Linked DNA regions of Zea mays: regions 2 and 3 are each linked to region 1. Evidence: chromatin contacts called from public Hi-C data. All regions are on one chromosome and are shown on one strand. The core of a region is the stretch at or near the end of the contact, and the rest is flanking DNA. Distances in the headings are between cores, read along the strand shown. Region 1 holds the start of LOC111589729 (transposon Tf2-1 polyprotein). Region 2 holds the start of LOC100283758. Region 3 holds the start of LOC103632455 (R3H domain-containing protein 1).

Region 1 (2,904 bases), core at 405-2,904:
GTGTTGTGTTGGCGCACCGGACATGTCTGGTGTGCACCGGACAGAGGGACCGGACAATCCGGTGTAAACCAGACATTCAACATAGAGAGCTCTACAAATAGGCTCTCAGGAAGCTAGCCACCAGATAATTTGGTGTGCAGCGGAAAGTCAAGCTCATGGTCGGCAGAGGCTCAGCAATGGCTACTTCCAACGATCGGCTGATGTGGCCAGAGCACCAGACATGTTCGGTGTGCACCGAACTGTCTGGTGCACCCAATGATAGAAACTGCTACTTTTTGTCCAACAGCTCTATTTGAGGGGGAGGCTATTTATACCCCTCCAACTGGCAATTTGAAGTGTGTGGAGCACAAGAAACATATCATAGGCATAGAGGCACATTTCTAAGGTCCAACACACAAGTGCATAAGAGATTCATCTGGTGATTAGTATAGGTGCTTTGCAAGGTGCTTAGGCTAGTTAGACCGCCATTGCGCTTGCTCTAGTGTAATGCTAGTTAGTTGAGTGAAGTAATAAAAACCCACCACAGCCCTCGGCTCTTGCGCGAGCCGTTGTAATATTGTACCGACTAGGGCGAGAGTCTTGCAAGACCGTGACAATTGAGTTTGTATCACGGCCGCCATTGTGTACCGGGAACGAGGCCCATGGCATTTCGACCAGAAACTCGATAGTGAAGACAGCGGTGAGCGTCCGAGAAGAGGCCGGAAGCGAAGCACTACTTGCGTGTGGAGAAGGCACATGACTCTCTATGGAGTTACTCATTCGTGGTGCTTGGCCCTCGCGTGGGCTACCCTTTGCATATGGGCACCAACGAGGATTAGTTGGAAACTTTCATGGTTCCAGATACCTCGGTAAAAGAACCAGCGTCGTCCACGAGAGTTTGCTTTCTCTACTAGCTCTTTAATCATCCACATTTACTATCTTTACCTAAGTTACAATCTTTATTATTCTTAGTGTATATAGGATTGGAACTTAGGTTGCATTACTTCTTTTAAGGTAGAGATAACAACACATAGACAAAAACCTAGTTTACACAATCTAGTTTAGATATTTGCATAGGTTTTGTTTTAGGGATTATTTTGTGTCCTTGTTTAGAAAGAAGTTTTAAAAGTCTTAATTCACCGCCTCCTATTAGGCGTCACCGTTTCCTACAATGGTGCTCTTATTATGGATTTGGTGTGTGATGCAAATTAACGCGTGAACAACCATCTATATCTGTATACCTACATTAAGAAGTTAATTTTCTTAGTATTAAAAGACTTTATTATCGTTATGATGTCTATACATTAAGAGCACGATACAAGGAAACCAAAGAGCAAGATATGAGGAAGTCAAATGGTGTGTTGTAAATTATTGTGCTCCTGGCGTGAAACCATAGTGTAGTTTGCTATAGGATATGATTAGTAATGGAAGTTTTTGTGTCTACTATTCAAGTGAACAAGATTGGTCTGCTTTGTCATTCTCTAAACTGTGTGTTTTTACCTTCCACCTGAGCTGATAAATCCATAGCCTAGCGCTGCTTGTTCCTATCGATGCATATTGGTTCATCTGATTTGATGTCGTTATCCATGATGCCATGCTCTTTAGCATGAAACGTTCAAAGAATAATTATCGTGGTGTTCTTATTATCATAGTGGTGTCTATTGTAAAATATGGTAAATCTGTTGGCTGAGATTACATGTTATGTATCATGATTTTGTTGTCAAACTCACAGGAGATAGGACAAACCACATAAGGGCTACTTTACGAACCTCAAATCCCCTTCATGATTGGAGGGGGTTGAGATGAAAATGAACTAATTTTCTCTCTAATCCCCTCTAATCTCGAAGGGGATTTGAGTTTTTAAACTAGCCCTAACAGTTTGTTCACGAGAACAGACTCTGAAGGCAAAAAAAAAAAAAGTAGGCCCAGCCCAGTTGTGTAAGCAGCCTTCACCGTAACACAAACCCACGCGGCCACGCCACTCTAGCTACCGAGCGAGCCATGTCGCCTGCGCGGCCTCCTCCGCCTTCCGCTCGCCTCCGCGCCTTCCCCCGCGATGGAGTCCTCACCTCCTTCTATGCCGGTCGATTCCCCAGTATCCCTGGATGCCTTAATCGCCGATCCTGCGGCCGCGCCGGCCGCGTGTACTGCCTCTTCTCTGGCGGTGATAACCGCAAGAAACAGGTGCGCGCAACGCAGCATGCATCTCTTGATTGAGTAGCCCCGCGAATTCGGGGTTCGTTGGTCGTTTGGTTTATCTGGGAACAATTTTCGTGGACTCCCGTCTTCATATGTGGCCCAGGTTCTGGCCTCCGGGGGTTGAGTGTCACATCGGTGCTGCATCAGGATCAGGCAAACACCGTCGCGGATGACTGAGTTGGCGGTAGGAGAGGTATGCGGACAAGGTTTGGTTTTAGTGGATCCTGTTGGGCCGGATTTGGCCTTGTAATCTCAATTGTTAGACTTTGTTAATCTCTGGTATTGGGCCGTATTGTGGCCGTGTATTCGTGGGCGGGTCAGCCACACGTATAAGAGGCAAATATCTGCGCTGAAGAAGGGATGGAAGAACAGAAACCAAATATTCATACCTCTGTCTGCTTCTCTTGCCTGTGTTCTTTCCCTTTCTTCTCTCTTCTCTCCGGTGATCTCTGGCGATAATCCACCGGATATCACAAACTGGTATCAGAGGCATTTTCCGGCGACACTTCGATCGTCGTCGAGCGACATCTCAGGGAAGACATCACGGCGCCAAGTCGGCCATCTGTTCAGGCGCGTCACGTGGTTGCAGCCATGGAAGAGGTGGAGAAAAGGCTGACTGAGAAGTTCCAGCAAGCATGGGAGGCGTCGACTGCCACTCTCATGGAGCTGTCGAAGAAGATGGATGGGTTGGACACGCTGTCGACCAAGATGTCCGAGATGGAGAAG
Region 2 (3,129 bases), core at 228-2,727, 570 kb after region 1:
GGTCAAGAGCAGCTCAGGACTCTCGCATGATTAAACTATGAAACTAAATTCAAGTTGTCATTGGCATTGCATGGGATTATTTGTTAATTTTGTTCTACTATTATTATTAAGGTTTGGTATTTACTTACATTTAGTAACTGCTAATAAAATTTGACCAACTCATTAAAAGCAATGCTCAGCTTTAACCCTTATTGTTGATCAGCCTTACACATCACATGAACTCTCCCACCTTTGGTGAGTTCATATCACATTATTCCCCACAACTTGTTGAGCCTGAACATGTGTGAGCTCACCCTTGCTGTCTCACACTCCCCATAGGAGAAGAACAGGTGGTTCAAGAGGAGCCACACAACGAGGAGTTCGATTCGATCTAGGTGGCGTCTCCCAGTTGACTTATTGGCTCCAAGGATGGGTGTTAGTTCGTTTATATTTATCTCTTATTTTGTAAGACTTCCGCAATGTAATAAGTACTCTGATGTTATTGTGACATTTATCTCTATACACTCTGTTATTATATATGTTGTCTTCTTTAACGCATGTATGAGATGCACCCGACTTTGTCCCTTAAATCCAGGTGGGACACCTAGGGTCATGCATGGTTGACCTCGATGACCGTCGACACTCAAGCGAGCAGGCCCACCCGTCAGCGTCTGCATCGTGCATAAAACACTGTACAATTAGACCTGAGACGTTACCGACCAGTAATTACCCCGTTGTATAACATATTCGGAGAATGTAACAGATAATTAAGAACATAAACATACTTTAGTTCACAGTACCATGGTTACCCTATAAATACCCCCATCACATTCGCAGATGGAACACACTTGTAAAGATGTTTCTGAACTCTGTTCCATCCGTTCTGTCGTGCCGATTGTGACACCTGCTCTCTAGTGCTTAGGTCCACTTGTCGAGACCTAAGGCCCACGTGTGAGAACCAAACAAAAATATCATATTTTAAAAATTAAATCGATACATATATATACTCTCTCTGTTCATAAATATATGACACCATTGATTTTTTAAAAAACTTTGATCACTCGTCTCATTCAAAAAAATAATGAGTTATCATTTATTTTTTTGTGATTTATTTTATCACTTAAAGGTAGTTTTTGTTTGACTTAAAATTTTACATTTTTAAATAAATATTTGAATAAGATGAGTGATTAAAATTTTCGAAAAAAATCAATGGTGTCATGTATTTGTGAATGGAGCTAGTATATATAATACCCATATTGAAGAAACCTGCAGCGGCTCTCCTCTCCATAAAGGCAGGCAGTGAGGAGCGATTGAATGCTGTGTTAATCGCGCCTCACATGCAGATGAGCTCTCAACATCCCGAATACATACGGCGCAATTAGTGCTCCATGTTATCGCCGCTCAAGGGCACTGAAACCGTTATGAATCAGCTAACAATTCATCCAAACAAAGCAATCAACAACCTTATGTAAGTATCTGAGCTTCTAGATGCACGGCACATTAATTGTCTCGTCCTACTGCTAGCACCAGACCGCTGTCTTCTTGAGCACATTGAGGTCTTCGGATTTCTCCGGGGGTGGCCGCGCGCAGCACCGGCAATGTCGTCATGCAAGCGGTACTTGCCGTGCTTGATATTGTTGTTGCTGCACGGAGGACGAGGTGCGGTGGCCGGGAAGGTGTCGGCAATCGTCGTGTTCGGCGACTCTTCCGTGGACACGGGGAACAACAATTTCATCCCGACCATCGCGCGGAGCAACTTCTGGCCGTACGGCCGCGACTACGACGATGGCCTCCCCACGGGCCGGTTCTCCAATGGGCGCCTCGCCACCGACTTCATCTCCGAGGCCTTCGGCCTGCCGCCGTCCATCCCCGCCTACCTGGACAACAACTGCACCATCGACCAGCTCGCCACAGGAGTCTCCTTCGCCTCCGCTGCGACAGGCCTCGATAACGCGACGGCCGGCGTCTTGGTATGTACCAGTACCATTCATGTCCGTCTCTGTCTATATATCTCAAATTATTAATGCCTGCATGCATGTATCAAAATGGACGGCAGTCCGTGATCACGCTGGACGAGCAGCTCGCTTACTTCAAGGAGTACACGGACCGCCTCAAGATCGCCAAGGGCGAGGCGGCGGCGGAGGAGATCATCAGCGAAGCGCTCTACATCTGGAGCATCGGCACCAATGACTTCATCGAGAACTACTACAACTTGCCGGAGCGGCGGATGCAGTATACTGTGGGCGAGTACGAGGCCTACCTGCTGGGACTCGCCGAGGCCGCCATACGCCGCGTGCACACCCTCGGCGGCCGCAAAATGGACTTCACCGGGCTCACGCCCATGGGCTGCCTCCCCGCCGAGCGGATCGGCAACCGCGACAACCCCGGGGAGTGCAACGAGCAGTACAACGCTGTTGCCAGGACCTTCAACGCCAAGCTGCAGGAGCTCGTCCTCAAGCTTAACAAGGAACTGCTGGGACTGCAGCTCGTCTTCGCCGACACGTACCAGCTCCTCGCCAACGTCGTAAACAGGCCGGCCGACTACGGTGAGCACCCATCCATTCCATTCAAGATAGCCATGCAGGGGGTAGCTCGCTGCATTCATGAGCTGCCGTATGCAGTCTCCATTAATGGTACAGGGCTCTGCACAGCTCCGAGAGACAGGGCAGCAGCGCCTGTGCCGTCAGCGTAACTCATTGCACTACTGCTGTTATCTTTGGCAGACTCCCTATCGCACTCACAGCAACTCCAAAAATTCTATATAAAACTTCATAAATCAATAATTTTAATAGCTAACCTAAAAATTCTCAAACAACAGCTCTCTAAATAATGCACTTCGAGGAACTTCTCATCTAACCTCATACAAAACTACACTATTGGAGGACTCATAATATTTTACTCTCACATTATTTAGCGACTCCTTGAATTTGTGATTTAGAAAGCTAAAATTTACATAATTATTAGCCATGCTCTTACTCTCTATTTCAATCTACACTCTATAAACAATACAATATAAATTGCAAAACAATGTTTTGTACGTCTATATACACGCTGGTCTAAGGTTATCCGCAGCAGACAGTGCATATGACATTGCAAAACACTGTACACTTTTAGAGTGGAGTTTGAAGTAGAAGCTGGGATTCACTACAG
Region 3 (3,061 bases), core at 212-2,711, 830 kb before region 1:
CGAGGACTAAATAGCTTTTTCCTCTTTAAGTCGGTTCCTTTTCTGCTACTGAGCCGAAGCTTCCTTGCGCATAGCTTTGGAACTGGTTCGACCTTCGCCCCAACCATGCTTTTCATATTGTGGACAGCTTCATCCCAATGTCCGAAGGTTCCTGTACATATATTACACTTGGGGAAACATTGTTAATCATGTTTTTGAGGACCTTCGGAAGACGAAGCACCAACAGATAACTTGATTGGGTGGAGATCTCGACGTTGATGATCCAAGGCTCCGAGCGAATGGATCCTCGCAATCACTTCATTGGTTATCACCCGTGACACACGAGTGACCTTGCCACGAAGGCTTATCCCTGCAAGCGCAATCAAGAACACAAGCAAGAATAGGTAGAACACAACTAAAATTGTGTTGATTACGAGTTGGGGTCTCACAAACCGATGAACGACGAACTGTTCGATGACATATATGATCTAAGCAAAACCCAAATCCTAATGTGGCAGTGACTGCTATTAAAATAGGGGTTAGGGGCATGCACAACCCCTAAAGGTACCCCTAATGGGCTCCAACACGATACACGTGCCAACAGCCGAACAGACGGTGTCGCAGCACCAAAACAGAATCTGAACGCTAACTTGTTTCAATAATTCTCGTTGAATCCAGACGAATTTTAAGTTGGTTTCAATCGGGTTGGAAAGTTTATCTCATTAGCTTTCCATCCATATAAAGTCCAACCTAATAGGAGGTCAGATGGATCCTGAGCGTCCGTTTTAGTGAAGACTAGTCCTGGACTCCGAGGTGGAGACGAAGTTGAGTCGGAGTTGGCTTTCTCTCGTTGTGAACATCCTAGCTTATCCTCCTTGATATATTGGCCTTTCCCAAGTCCTTGATGGTACTCTCTAAGGTTCCTAATCATCAAATCATCCATAGCACAAAGCGTAAGCTCTAAAATACAATTAACTAGGTAAGAACGAACCTGCCGATTTAGCTGTCATGCACGTGCTCGTGTTGTTAGACCATGTATTATTTTGTATGAGAGTGATGTCCTCATCACATGCCAATATGACTAAAGAGTTAATCACAACGACTAAATGTTAGTCATGAATTGAATCCACTATTTGATCGAGTGAATGATTAAGCTATAACAAGGATGGCACACACTTTGTCTTGAGCTTGACTGATATCATGCGACAAAGGGATCAATACGAGAATGTATCAAAGTTCAACCGATATGATTTTTAATGTACATTCGAGAGTTAATATGTCCTGTTAGATATCGCTATTGACTTGTGGTTTGAAAAAGTTTCATTCACTGCCGTATGCACATGAACCTAACGAGTCACACACTTAATGGGTTGGAACATTGGAAAGCCTATATGATTGTCTCTAGTGCAAGTGCGAGATTATTAGTGATATACTCAAGAGGCAATCACACACAATTCAGATTAGAGCCCAATTGGGATTAGAGGTTTAATGAGTTACAACCCATTAACACGATCTATAATATATATGAGAAGGGGTTAGGGTTAGAGCTCTCCACCACAAATGCAAACCCTGGCCGTCGTCTTCCTCATACCAGCCGTGAGTCCCTCGCTGCGCACGCGGTGCTAGTACACATGTGCACGACGTTCGTCCCCGTACGTGTGGACTATGTGGAAGCGCAGCTGCGACTGTTGCGCTGACACACTGCGGAGGAGGAGACGATCGTGATCGGCTATTTCCTCTTCATCGACGCGTGCATATGTTGTATCGTGGCTCTAACTCGTTTTCTACTACGCTGTGTGTATAAGCTGTAATGATTCATGATCTTTTAATTGCAAGTTTGGTGCTTGACACCGCGTTCCTGTTCCTACCATCTACCAACACCTGCACCGCAGAACCAAACCTAGCTGCGCTTCCTCCAGATCTCGGCGCTCTGGCCCCATGGCCACCCTCGTTACTAGCTCCAGTCTCTCCGCTCACCGCCCTTGCGCCCTCTAGCTCCGGATCGCCCGCGCACACGAGGCCATGGAGCCCGCAGCCGAGGACGTTGCAGCCGCCGCGCCGGACTCGTGGGAATCGGCCGACATCGACGGGCCCATAAGCCGGCTTATCCTCTCCGCGCGCCGCGTGTCCTCCTCGCCGGACCTCGCTGACAACCCGGACCCGCCCCAGCCGCCGCCTGCGCTGCAGCCGCAGGGCCCGCCTTCGGTTCCCTCGGCTGCGCGCGAGGATTTGATGGCTCAGGTCGATCAGTTCCTACGAGAGGCTCTAGAGAAGCCGAGGGAGAGGCTTTCTGGTAAATTAACGCCTCCTCCGCACATAGTTTACCAATTTATTTGCTTGTTATGCGAGATTCTACTAACATGAGAAGGTTAGCTTAGGATACGTGCAGAGTGTTCCTTGCTTGTTTTGAGATATGCACAGGTGGCTAGTTGCTTTATTCATGTGGTAATGTTGTATTCTTTCGTGGTCGTACTTATATGCTGTGTGCTGTCTTTATGTACTTCACCCTTTATGGCTTGCTACTTGAGCCAGGTAGCTAGGTCTCTGGAAAATTTGGCTGATGTTCTCCATGCATCTTATGCCCTTTTTATATGTGCAAACATGCTGGTCCCATAGGATAAGAGATTTGTGCAAGCACCAGATAATTAAATTCTGTACCAAAAATTATGAAGTGCAAGTTTTTGTTCCAAGCACCTTATGCATCTGATGGTCGTGTGGTCGGAGTCCTTGTATTTGACTCTAGTCTATTCCTGTCTGCAGTGCTAAGAATGGAGCAAGAAATTTTGAAGTTCATTGGTGACCCTAGGTTTACAGAGTATGAATTCAATGGTCTTCCAACTTCATATTTGCGTCTCGCTGCACATCGCCTGGCGCAGCATTACTTCCTGCAGTCCATTGCCATACCAGACAACAGTTTGCCTGATGGAACTGGTTCGCATATCATCCTTCGTAAGACATCATCTGAGTGCCAACTGCCTGATGTCTGCCTTGCAGATATTCCAGTTAACCTACCACAAGAAGAAAACATCTCTGTGGCGAAAGTAGCTATTAAGCAGAGGCCTCAAAAGAATCTCCATGGCAT

The links. A called contact is a pair of places that touch in the nucleus more often than the background predicts.
Region 2: a contact with region 1 is called in a Hi-C map of ear, with 2.2 times the contacts expected there. The contact joins the promoter of LOC100283758 here to the promoter of LOC111589729 in region 1. A contact is called at or near these places in 2 of 25 Hi-C or Micro-C datasets (ear and tassel).
Region 3: a contact with region 1 is called in a Hi-C map of bundle sheath, with 4 times the contacts expected there. The contact joins the promoter of LOC103632455 here to the promoter of LOC111589729 in region 1. A contact is called at or near these places in 4 of 25 Hi-C or Micro-C datasets (bundle sheath, ear, endosperm and 1 more).

Annotation. Positions count from the first base shown.
Region 1 is chr7:72,737,621-72,740,524 of Zm-B73-REFERENCE-NAM-5.0, reverse strand. LOC111589729 (transposon Tf2-1 polyprotein) reads left to right here and starts at 1,654. Exons shown (of 4, transcript XR_002748844.2): 1 at 1,654-2,163; 2 at 2,282-2,904.
Region 2 is chr7:72,162,317-72,165,445 of Zm-B73-REFERENCE-NAM-5.0, reverse strand. LOC100283758 reads left to right here and starts at 1,477. Exons shown (of 4, transcript NM_001156657.1): 1 at 1,477-1,949; 2 at 2,036-2,525. The coding sequence starts at 1,578.
Region 3 is chr7:73,565,690-73,568,750 of Zm-B73-REFERENCE-NAM-5.0, reverse strand. LOC103632455 (R3H domain-containing protein 1) reads left to right here and starts at 1,461. Exons shown (of 5, transcript XR_002263388.3): 1 at 1,461-2,272; 2 at 2,740-3,061.